2 separate regions of the Macaca mulatta genome follow, and region 2 is linked to region 1. The links are chromatin contacts, called in public Hi-C maps. All regions are on one chromosome and are shown on one strand. The core of a region is the stretch at or near the end of the contact, and the rest is flanking DNA. Distances in the headings are between cores, read along the strand shown. Region 1 holds the start of COQ10B (coenzyme Q10B). Region 2 holds the start of HSPD1 (heat shock protein family D (Hsp60) member 1).

What was found. A called contact is a pair of places that touch in the nucleus more often than the background predicts.
Region 2: a contact with region 1 is called in a Hi-C map of liver, with 2.0 times the contacts expected there. The contact joins the promoter of HSPD1 here to the promoter of COQ10B in region 1. A contact is called at or near these places in 2 of 14 Hi-C or Micro-C datasets (fetal cortex germinal zone and liver).

The regions. Positions count from the first base shown.
Region 1 is chr12:102,390,060-102,394,728 of T2T-MMU8v2.0, forward strand. It overlaps COQ10B (coenzyme Q10B), which reads left to right and starts at 3,348. Exons shown (of 5, transcript NM_001195786.1): 1 at 3,348-3,463. The coding sequence starts at 3,348. It overlaps LOC144333444 (a long non-coding RNA gene), which reads left to right. Exons shown (of 3, transcript XR_013402097.1): 2 at 1,328-1,403; 3 at 1,490-1,976.
Region 2 is chr12:102,442,455-102,447,656 of T2T-MMU8v2.0, forward strand. It overlaps HSPD1 (heat shock protein family D (Hsp60) member 1), which reads right to left and starts at 2,074. Exons shown (of 12, transcript NM_001195516.1): 1 at 2,027-2,074; 2 at 931-1,106. The coding sequence starts at 1,104. HSPE1 (heat shock protein family E (Hsp10) member 1) reads left to right here and starts at 2,677. Exons shown (of 4, transcript NM_001195788.1): 1 at 2,677-2,686; 2 at 3,322-3,486. The coding sequence starts at 2,684.

The DNA.
Region 1 (4,669 bases), core at 2,098-4,597:
TCACTGCAACCTCTGCCTCCTGGGTTCAAGCGATTCTTCTGCCTCAGTCTCCCGAGTAGCTGGGACTACAGGTGTGCACCACCATACCCAGCTAATTTTTGTATTTTTAGTAGAGATGGGGTTTCACCATGTTGTTCTCGAACTCCTGACCTCAGGTGATCTGCCTGCCTCAGTCTCCCAAAGTGCTGCGATTACAGGTGTGAGCCACACCTGGCCTGAATTGAATTTTTTTATTTTTTATTTCTCGAGATGGAGTCTTGCTCTGTCACCCAGGCTGGAGTGCAGTGGCGTGACCTTGACTCACTGCAACGTCCACCTCCTGGGTTCAAGTGATTCTTCTGCCTCAGCCTCCTGAGTAGCTGGGACAACAGGCACGTGCCACCACATACCCGGCTAATTTTTATATTTTTAGTACAGACGTGGTTTCACCATGTTGGCCAGGATGGTCTCGATCTCCTGACCTCGTGAACCACCTGCTTTGGCTTCCCAAAGTGCTGGGATTACAGGCGTAAACCACTGTTGCCCAGCCAGAAAACCCTCTCTACCATAGAGCTCAACCTTTAGCACATTCAAGAAGTATTCACAAAATAAAGTATATACAATTTAAAATTTAGCTGCTCAAAAAAGATGTCATCATATAGACAGTAGGGCAAAATGCCCACTAAAAAAATTAGTTCTACAATTACAGTGAATTTGACATCAATCAGTAAACGTGTTTATAATCGTAACACAGTCCTTACTAACAATGTAATCAAGGCTTTTTTTTTTTTTTGAGACGGAGTTTTGCTCGTTGCCCAAACTGGAGTGCAATGGCGCAATATCGGCTCACCTCAACCTCCACCTCCCGGGTTCAAGAGATTCTCCTGCCTCAGCCTCCTGAGTACCTGGGATTATGCGCATGTGCCACCACGCCCAGCTAATTTTTGTATTTTTAGTAGAGACGAGGGTTTCTTCATGTTGGTCAGGCTGGTCTCAAACTCCTGACCTCTTGATCCACCCACCTCGGCCTCCCAAAGTACTGGGATTACAGGCGTGAGCCACCGCAGCCGGCCAATAATTTCTTAAAATCATCTAGTATCCAGCTTTCAAATTTCTTAGTCTCATATATATATTTTTATATTTAGTTTGCGCAAAACAAAATCAAAATAAAGCCTTTTACATCCTTTAAATCTACAACTGTCTCCCCCTCCCCTTCCTTTTTTACTTAATATTTTCTCACTGAATAAACTGGGTGACTTGTCCTATAGAATTTCCCATATTCTGGAATTGGCAGATAGTATCCCCTTGGTGTCATTTAACATGTTCTTTTCTTTTTGGTTTGAGTCAGGGTCTCGCTCTGTCACCCAGGCTGGAATGCAGTGGAATGATCACAGCTCATTGCAATCTCAAACTTCTGGGCTCAGGTGATCATCTTGCCTCAGCCTCCCCAGTAGCTGGGACTACAGGCGTGTGCCACCACATTCAGCTAATTGTTTAATTTTTTTTGTAGAGATGGGGTCTCGCCACGTTGCCAAGGCTGGTCTCAAATTCCTGGCCTCAAGCGACCCTTCTGCCTCAGCATCCCAAAGTGTTGGAATTTCAGGCATGAGCTACTGTCCCTGGCCTGAAAATGTACTTTAAAGAAGACCTTACTTGAATACTGGAAATATTTAAGATTTAAAGAAGAGCAAGGATTGTGTATTTGAAAGTAATTGATACAGAATTGTCCATGCAGCTACAGAACCACCTCAATCTACAAGTACATCATGTGTTGTACTGCAAAATGTTTGACAAACCTTGTAGCTGATGATTTCAATTTACTCCACAAAGTATCTAGTAAAGGGTGACTGCAATGAACCAAGCAAGAGGAGAAAATAATCATAGACACAACAGCTGGAATATTGCTTTAAATGTAAATCAGATCAAGTGACTCTTCTGCTCTCAAACTCTAATGGCTTTCCTTCGAACTTAGAATACAATAAAAAATTGGTAGCACACTATGGCTTCCGTGGCACTAGGATAAAGCTCTACCTACCTCTCTGACCTTATTTCCTACCACTTTCCTCCTCTCACTGTGCTCCAAACTCCTTGCTCTTCCTAAAGCATGCCAAGATTGTTCCTGCCTGGGGCCTCTGCGCTTGCTGTTCCACACACCTGAAAGTCATTTTCTCCCAAGTAATCAGTTCACTTCCTCACTTCATTTTAGGCTTTTGTTCAGTGTCATCCTCTCAGAGCCCCTCTTAACTACCCTATATAAAACAGCACCCTACCATATTCCTCCCTTTTCATCTCCTTACCCTGGTTTACTGTTTAGTCTCCAGGACATATAACAAGCTGCCATTGTACTATAAACTAATTGGTTTCTTTCCCCCACTGGGATATAAGCTCTGTGACAGTGAAGACTTTTGCTCACTTCTCCAGTATCTACTAGGTGCCACACAAATATCTGACTACATTTAATCAACAATCTAATTTACTGTTCCCAAACTATATTAAATAGGTAGTATTGCTATCCTCACTTTACAGTTTGCAGGAAAACTATCGGCGTACAAACCTTAAGACCTGAGAACAAACTGAGAGAACAAGAAGTCTGGACTTGATGACTATCACCGAAACAAGTAAATGAAAGCGAAGTCGTCTGATTAGTATGGAAGGGAAACCCAAGCCATACAAGAACACCAACTAAAATTTGGGCCACGCAGGAAGAAGGCAGATGGAACTGATGCTGGATAACAGGCTGTTTCCTAATGACAGGACCTTATGTTACCCTCATAATTACCCCGTGAGGTAGGCAAAGCAGGCATTGTATTACACAATCATTAACAAGCAGGACGGGAACGGCCAGGCTTCGCAGCCAGGAGCGATCGCCTGTTTCGCTCCGCGCTCATGGGTTTGGACAGTTACATAATTAACACCCTAACCCTGGGGCTTCCCGCAGCCCCCCGGCGGGGCTCAAGTCACTGGCCTCCCGACCGGAAGCGGACCCCAGGAGAACCACGGCGGTTGGTTACTCCAGGAAAATTCCTGCGCGGGGCGTGGACTGAGGAGTCACTGAGTATTACGCAAATTGCGCGAGCGCGCGGGAAAAGCGATTGGTCAGTCCGGAGAGAGAGGTGTGTCCTGGCGGGCTTGTATCTCCTCCGATTGGCCGACAGGCTGACGGGACCGTTTACAGTCAGCTCTACGTAGGTAGAGTGAGCGTGTGTCAGCGACGTGCAACCCGGAAGGGAAGAAGGGGCGTGTCAGGCTGCGGCAGGGGACCAGCCGATTGGCTGGGAGGGACCGGAGCCGGGCTGCCGGCCCGACCAGAGAAGGGCGGTGCTGCAAGGCTAGTCTGGGAGGTGACGACCGGCTTCGGAGAGTCTATCATGGCAGCTCGGACTGGTCACACAGCCTTGAGAAGGGTGTTCTCGGGATGCCTTCCGAAGTCGGCGACAGCGGCCTGCGCCCCCGCACGGGCGCTTGCGCCCGTGCGGAATGGCAGGTAATCAACAGCGGGGGCGCTGCGACGAGAGTAGTTTTCCATTTTGGCTGCCGAGTTGGAGGACCGGAAGGATTTGGGGGTGAGGCAGAGCCGGACTCGGTGCATTTCCGTGCCTTTAGAGGAGAAAGCTCTTTTGCGTTTGGCATCTGAGGGACTCAAGAGCGGCGCGCATCCCCCTGGGCCCAAGGCTGTGTTCGTGCCTCGTTTCCCTCTTGAGAGGCGGTGAAATCATCGGCAAAGCGACTTTGGAAGCAATTTGGCCATTGGTGCCTTGGGGCTCTTCCGGTCTCCTCCCCTATGGCCTGTTGCTGCTGCTGTTGGAAAGTGTTAGCTTTGCGCGGAAGGGTTGCCGGCTGCTGGTTGTATGGGAGTTTGTGGTTTGGCGGTGAGCTGCCTTCTCCGATTCCTTCTACCTGCCAGATGGTCAGATGCGTTTTCCCAATTTCTGGAAGAGTGCTTTGTTCTCACCATTTAGTGTTTACAAAACTAAATGTAGCTAACATAAGGGACCTGGATTTTTTCACTCTGCTGTAACTTACAGGTCCTGTAACCTTGAACCGTAGTCTGCTTTCGATTTTCCTGGTTGGTTCAATTTTTGGTAGGTGAGGGTGGAGATGGAGGTCGGAACATGGATACCATACTTGTACGACATAGTTTCTTTTTATTAATAACATTGTAATGTTCTTGAAAATTAAAGTTAGTGTGTTTTAAATGAATTCAGGTGTACAAAGTACGACGTGGGGAGAGAAAACACAAATCTGGTTGAGCCCCAGGACATTTAGATTAAATTAAGATCCAGCCCTACGGGAAACGAGGAAATAATTTTTTTTAAAAAAGATTCAATTAAGAATATTTAAAAACACCAACAACCTTACCAAATCCAAATCCCTTTAGACAAATGTTGGATGAGGCAAAATCATAAAATTACTCCTGCTTTAGAGAGTAACTTCAAAAAGTAGTTTCAAGCAGAATAACCCCGTCATACTTCAGATCTGTTTGTATTACTCTTATAAAATGTCTTGCAAATAAACAGCACTTGCTTTTGAGAAAAATACAGTTGCTTTAGTGATCAAATTGAGGCTTCAGTTCCAAGATAAATACTGTTTATGATAATGAGGGCGGCAGTTTGAGTTCATTTCCAGCGTTAGTCATCAGATTCTGACCTTTATTATACTTAGGTATTTGAGAGAGTAGTACTGGAAGAGG
Region 2 (5,202 bases), core at 824-3,323, 51 kb after region 1:
ACTTGTTTTAAAATTCGTTTAAAATATTAACCATCAAGGCAAGTAGTGTGCTCTTCCAAGTTCACTCAACATACAACTTCAACCATGGCACAGTTATTGGCCATCCTTTGGATTTGAACTAAAGCTGCTACTTTCTATTCGTGAGGTGTGCAAATGTTGTGTTTTATGCAGTTGTTTGGATCACTTGATATCTGAACTGTCTTCAAACTGAAATGAAGTACCACTTGACCGCACACCACCTTCAAAGCCCCCCTCAAAATATTACCCCTATTAAATGAGACTTATTTTAAATATGCTTCGGAACAAGAGAACAGCAGAAAACCGATAGGTAAAACTAGCATCTTGAGGTGGAGGAGAGAATGGGAAGCTACTGTATAATGAGTACAAAATTACAATTTTCCCATATAAAAAGTTTTGGAGATGGATGGTGGTGGTGACTGCACAACATAAATGTAATTAATGTCCCCATGTCCCCAAAGTGCACACTTAATGGTAATTTTATGTTGTGTACATTTTACAATAAACCAAAAAAAAAAAAAAATTTAGCACCTACAAGCACATACCTGAGGGATTATGGAAGATAAGTTAAACTCTTCTCTCTACACTTGGCATGAACTACTCAGAAAGGATCCAAATTTTAACTTAGGCAAGCAAAATTCTACCTCGAGTTTAAGAATCCATCTTGAGCTATGTTACTACCCGATTACATCACACATTGAACAAACTAGTTTCGAAAATCTGGCTGAAGCAGTTTAAGCTTTAAGATCATGTCTAAGAAAAAAAAAGTTAACCAATACTTCAGAATTCTTACATGTAAACTGAGTTCTCAAAAATGGATACGAAAGTACTGTTCAACAGTTCAGTGCGACTATTTGTGAGCAAAATGCTATTAATACTACCATAATTATAATAAAATAAATTTACTGATACCTTTGGCCCCATTGTAACGGCCACAGCATCGGCTAAAAGGTCCACACCTTGAAGCATTAAGGCTCGGGCATCCGCACCAAATTTTACATCTTTGGCATAAGCCCGAGTGAGATGAGGAGCCAGTACTCTGGACACCGGTCTCATCTGGCGAAAGACTGTGGGTAACCGAAGCATTTCTGGGGATGGAAGCAAATAGATAATCAGTACTACCACCTATGCTGCGCTGCAGCACAAACATGCGAACCTGTGCAACAGAGCAAGCAACGTGAGATGGTGAGCCTGGCTGACCTCTGCCAGCCACTACACCTGAATGACGGAAGGCGCCGCAGCTTCGGAACATCAGCCACTACCGCAAGCTAAAGAGCCGCCCCGGCGCCTGACCTATAGCACTAGCACAAAGCACATGCAGCTCCTTCCCCACGGCCACCTATCCCTGCCGCCAAAAACGAGTTAATCTTTCACCGCGAAAACGGCCTTGTGGGCAGACCCACTCCAACTGTGGCCCCTGAGAAACCAAGTCAGCCGGAGAGAGGCAAGTTACAAATCCCAGTGACCAGGGAAGCTGAAAGTATTCCTGGCGGTGCAAAAAGCAGCTCAGCAAAGTATCTCCATGGATCCACCCAAGGCTACTGTATCAGAGCAGCCAGCAAGGCCGCGATGCTGGGGGCGGCGGCCCGGCCCACTCGGCGCGGGCCCACGTGTCCTTCTTTCCGAACGCCCCTAGCAAGGTCAAGAGTGAAGGCGCGGTATCCCAGCTAGCTGCGGGGGAAAAAAGCGGTTCCCTCGCGTACAACACCCTCCCCGGTTCCCCGAAGTCGACCAGGCGCGGGTTGCACCAGCGGGCCTAAGTGGCTACAATCCCCCAAATTCAATCCCCGTGAGTTGTCCCTCCTGCGCCCAGCCGAGGTCCAGGATCCGCGTCGCACGTGATGGAACCCGCATGGACCCGGGAGGCCTGGACCCGTGGGCCTGGGCCTGCGGTGCGGTGCAGAACTCCAGGTTGTCGTCGCCCGCATCCTCCAGCAGGACCGCAGAGGAGGAAGGCCCACTTGGGGGTCGCAGGCGCCGGGGAAGGCGGCGTGGGAAGGCCGCATACCTGCGGGGCGGCGGCGGGGCGTGCGCGCGGCGAGACAAGTCGTCGGCGGCGAGTGAGGGACAGAGTGCAGGGCGCACACGGCAATGAGCCCGTGTCCCCTCCCTCCGCCTCTCCCCCCGCCCCGGGGCACCACGTGTGCAGGCAGCTCCCACCCCCTTCCCGTCAGCCGGGCCCCTGCAATCTGCACACCCTGCGCGCGAGCCCCGCCCCTCCCTACCCGCGCAGGGTGTGCTAGCGCGCTCAGCCCTCTCCCGCCGGCTTAGGCTAGTTCCCGGGCCGTGCTCAGTTCCAGAACTTTCCGGAAAGTGCCGCGCTCCCTACGGGTCAAGGGTAAAATCGCGTCATTTCCGGGAGGGGACGAAGGGGTAGTTCTTTCACCTCGGCTGGGCGCCTAGAAAAGCCTAGAAACAGCTCCTCTTTTCTTCCGCCTCCGAGTCTTCGCGTCAGCGGCCTGCGCAGGGCCCTTGGGGCGAATCGCGGCGCGCGTCGGGGCGACCGCCCTTTCTCGCGGGGAGGGGCGAGGGGGCTAGCGGCGGGGGTTGGGGCGAGCGCGCCTGCGCGCTGGGCGGTTTTTTCACGTGTCGCCAGGGCTGCGCCGCGAGTCTCTCCTTGCGGCGCTACACTAGAGCAGAGTACGAGTCTGAGGCGGAGGGAGTCATGGTGAGTCCCGCGTGGCACCGAAGCCCGCAAGCCCGGGCCTGTCTGAGGCGTACGGGGATCACTGACGCCCCTCTTTTGTTGGGCTAGGCGGGAGGGATTGGTGGCCACTCAGTGACCAGCGCCCGCCGGCACCTTGGAGCGGCAAGGCCTGCCCGACCCTTTTCTTCTCCGGGGGCTCTTTGCACGCGCGTGTGCTGCGGGTGTGTAAGGCAGGTGGCGGGAACCCGGATGCAAGCGCAGCGTCCCACCTGCTCTGCAGGGCCTTTGTGGATGTGTAATATCTTGGGTAAAAAGCATGGTGCCAGGCAGGGAGATTGACCCAGCGTTTCTTGAAAATTTCTGAAAAACCCTGAAGAAGGAAAACATTTGACCTTGGAATAAACTAAGGTTGACCTTAAAGCTGGTCTGGTTGCTCACCAGAGGAGCGACAACGACCCTTAACAGATGTAAGGAATCGGGAATTAAACTTGGAATATTGGTTAGTACATTCAAATGCGTTTCCTTAACGAATAAGCTGAGGTTTGGTGTTAACTTTCGAAGCCAAAACGTGTTGAGATGTATACAACACGGTGGCGTTGCCTGTTGATAATATGATTACATTTAGTTTTTGTTTCAAAACATTTCTCTTCCTACAGGCAGGACAAGCGTTTAGAAAGTTTCTTCCACTCTTTGACCGAGTATTGGTTGAAAGGAGTGCTGCTGAAACTGTAACCAAAGGAGGCATTATGCTTCCAGAAAAATCTCAAGGAAAAGTATTGCAAGCAACAGTAGTCGCTGTTGGATCGGGTTCTAAAGGAAAGGTAAATGGGGGCTGCGGTGGAACTATTTTTTCTATAGTGTGCAGTGGAGGGAAAAGGAGTAATTCTGGAGTATTAAAAGTCTCCTATTAGGTAGAATTTATGTCATGTCCAAGATAATTAACTGCTTTGGTTCTAATCTGTTTCTTAAAGGGAAATGACTAATATAAAGTTGCTTATTTTATATGACCAATGCTATGATGTTTATTTTATGTGATAGTTTCGAGTATTAAAAATTGTCTTCAATACGCCGGGCGCTGTGGCTCACGCCTGTAATCCCAACACTTTGGGAGGCCGAAGTGGGCGGATCACAAGGTCAGGAGTTCAAGACCAGCCTGACCAACATGGTGAAACCCTGTCTCTACTAAAGATAGAAAAATTAGCCGGGTGTGCTGGCATCCGCCTGTAATCCCAGCTACTGGGGAGGCTGAGGCAGGAGAATCATTTGAACCCTGGAGGCGGAGGTTGCAGGGAGCCGAGATCCCGCCACTGCATTCCAGCCTGTGCGACAGGGCAAGACTCCGTCTCAAAAAGAAAAAAGCCTTCAATAGCAATTTGGTAGCCTAGTATGATCAGTGTTTGCCTTACATTCTAAATTTTTAATAAGACAAAAGATGCTATGCATGGTGACTCACACCTATAATCCTTGCATTTTGGGAGGCCAAAGCAAGAGGATCATTTGAGCTCAGGAGTTCGAAACCAGTCTGGGCAACATAGTGAGACCTAGTATCTAAATAAATAAATAAAGACAAAAGATGTGCTTCAAGGTAAAATGAGGGGGCATTTAAGAATTGAGAGGAATCTTGGACTATTCGTTTAACCCCTAACACATTGACATTGCCCTAATCTTAACCAGTTGGGGCCTTAGTTGGTGTACCTATCCGAGGAACAGGTTGGTTAGTCTTGTCCAACCTGCAGCCCAGGACAGCTTTGAATGCCACCTAACACAAATCCCTAAACTTTCTTAAAACATTTCTTTTGCAAGTTTTTTTAAGCTCATTAGTTACTGTTAATGTTAGTGTACTTTATGTGTGGCCCAACACAATTCTTCCACTGTGGCCCAGGGAAGCCAAAGGATTGGACACCTCTGTTTTAGATGTTCCTCAGTTAACTATTTAGGCCTTAGGCTTCTAAAGATGTCAGCCAAAATACACAGTAAATGCCTAAATGCCGTTGGGGCCAAATAATGTTAGCTGCATTGTTCCAGTTGCTTCTGAGGAGGAAAGCTGTATTGAGGAGCTGTCATGGAGTTAGGAAGGAATAGGAAGACTTTGGGGAGTGGACACTTAGCTGCAGTCCCTTTCCCCAAATCTGTACTTTGGAGGGAACAAAACAATATTACATTTTTGTATGTTGAAGGAAAAGATGACCATTTGTATATGGCATTTTCTGGGTGCTGGCTACCGTTGCAGGTTTATTTCATATAGTTGATAAGTTACGTTAATATTTAACAGTTACAAAGTTAGCTTTAGTTAAGTAAAGTTAGCTTTTCCAGAATATTTTCTTGAACTTTTATATTGGAGTCAGGTTTTAGTTTAAGCCACTGTGTATTATTTCAAAAGTGTGACTACAGTGGTATTTTTGAGTGAAGATCTGCAATTCTAGTATGAATCGTATCACTTAGCCACCAAGTGTATTTTTAATATTATTGAATTTGAGTGAGTGTGTTTCATTAGTTGTAGTGATTTAAAAGTTAACTGTTTATGTTGGGTGAACTAG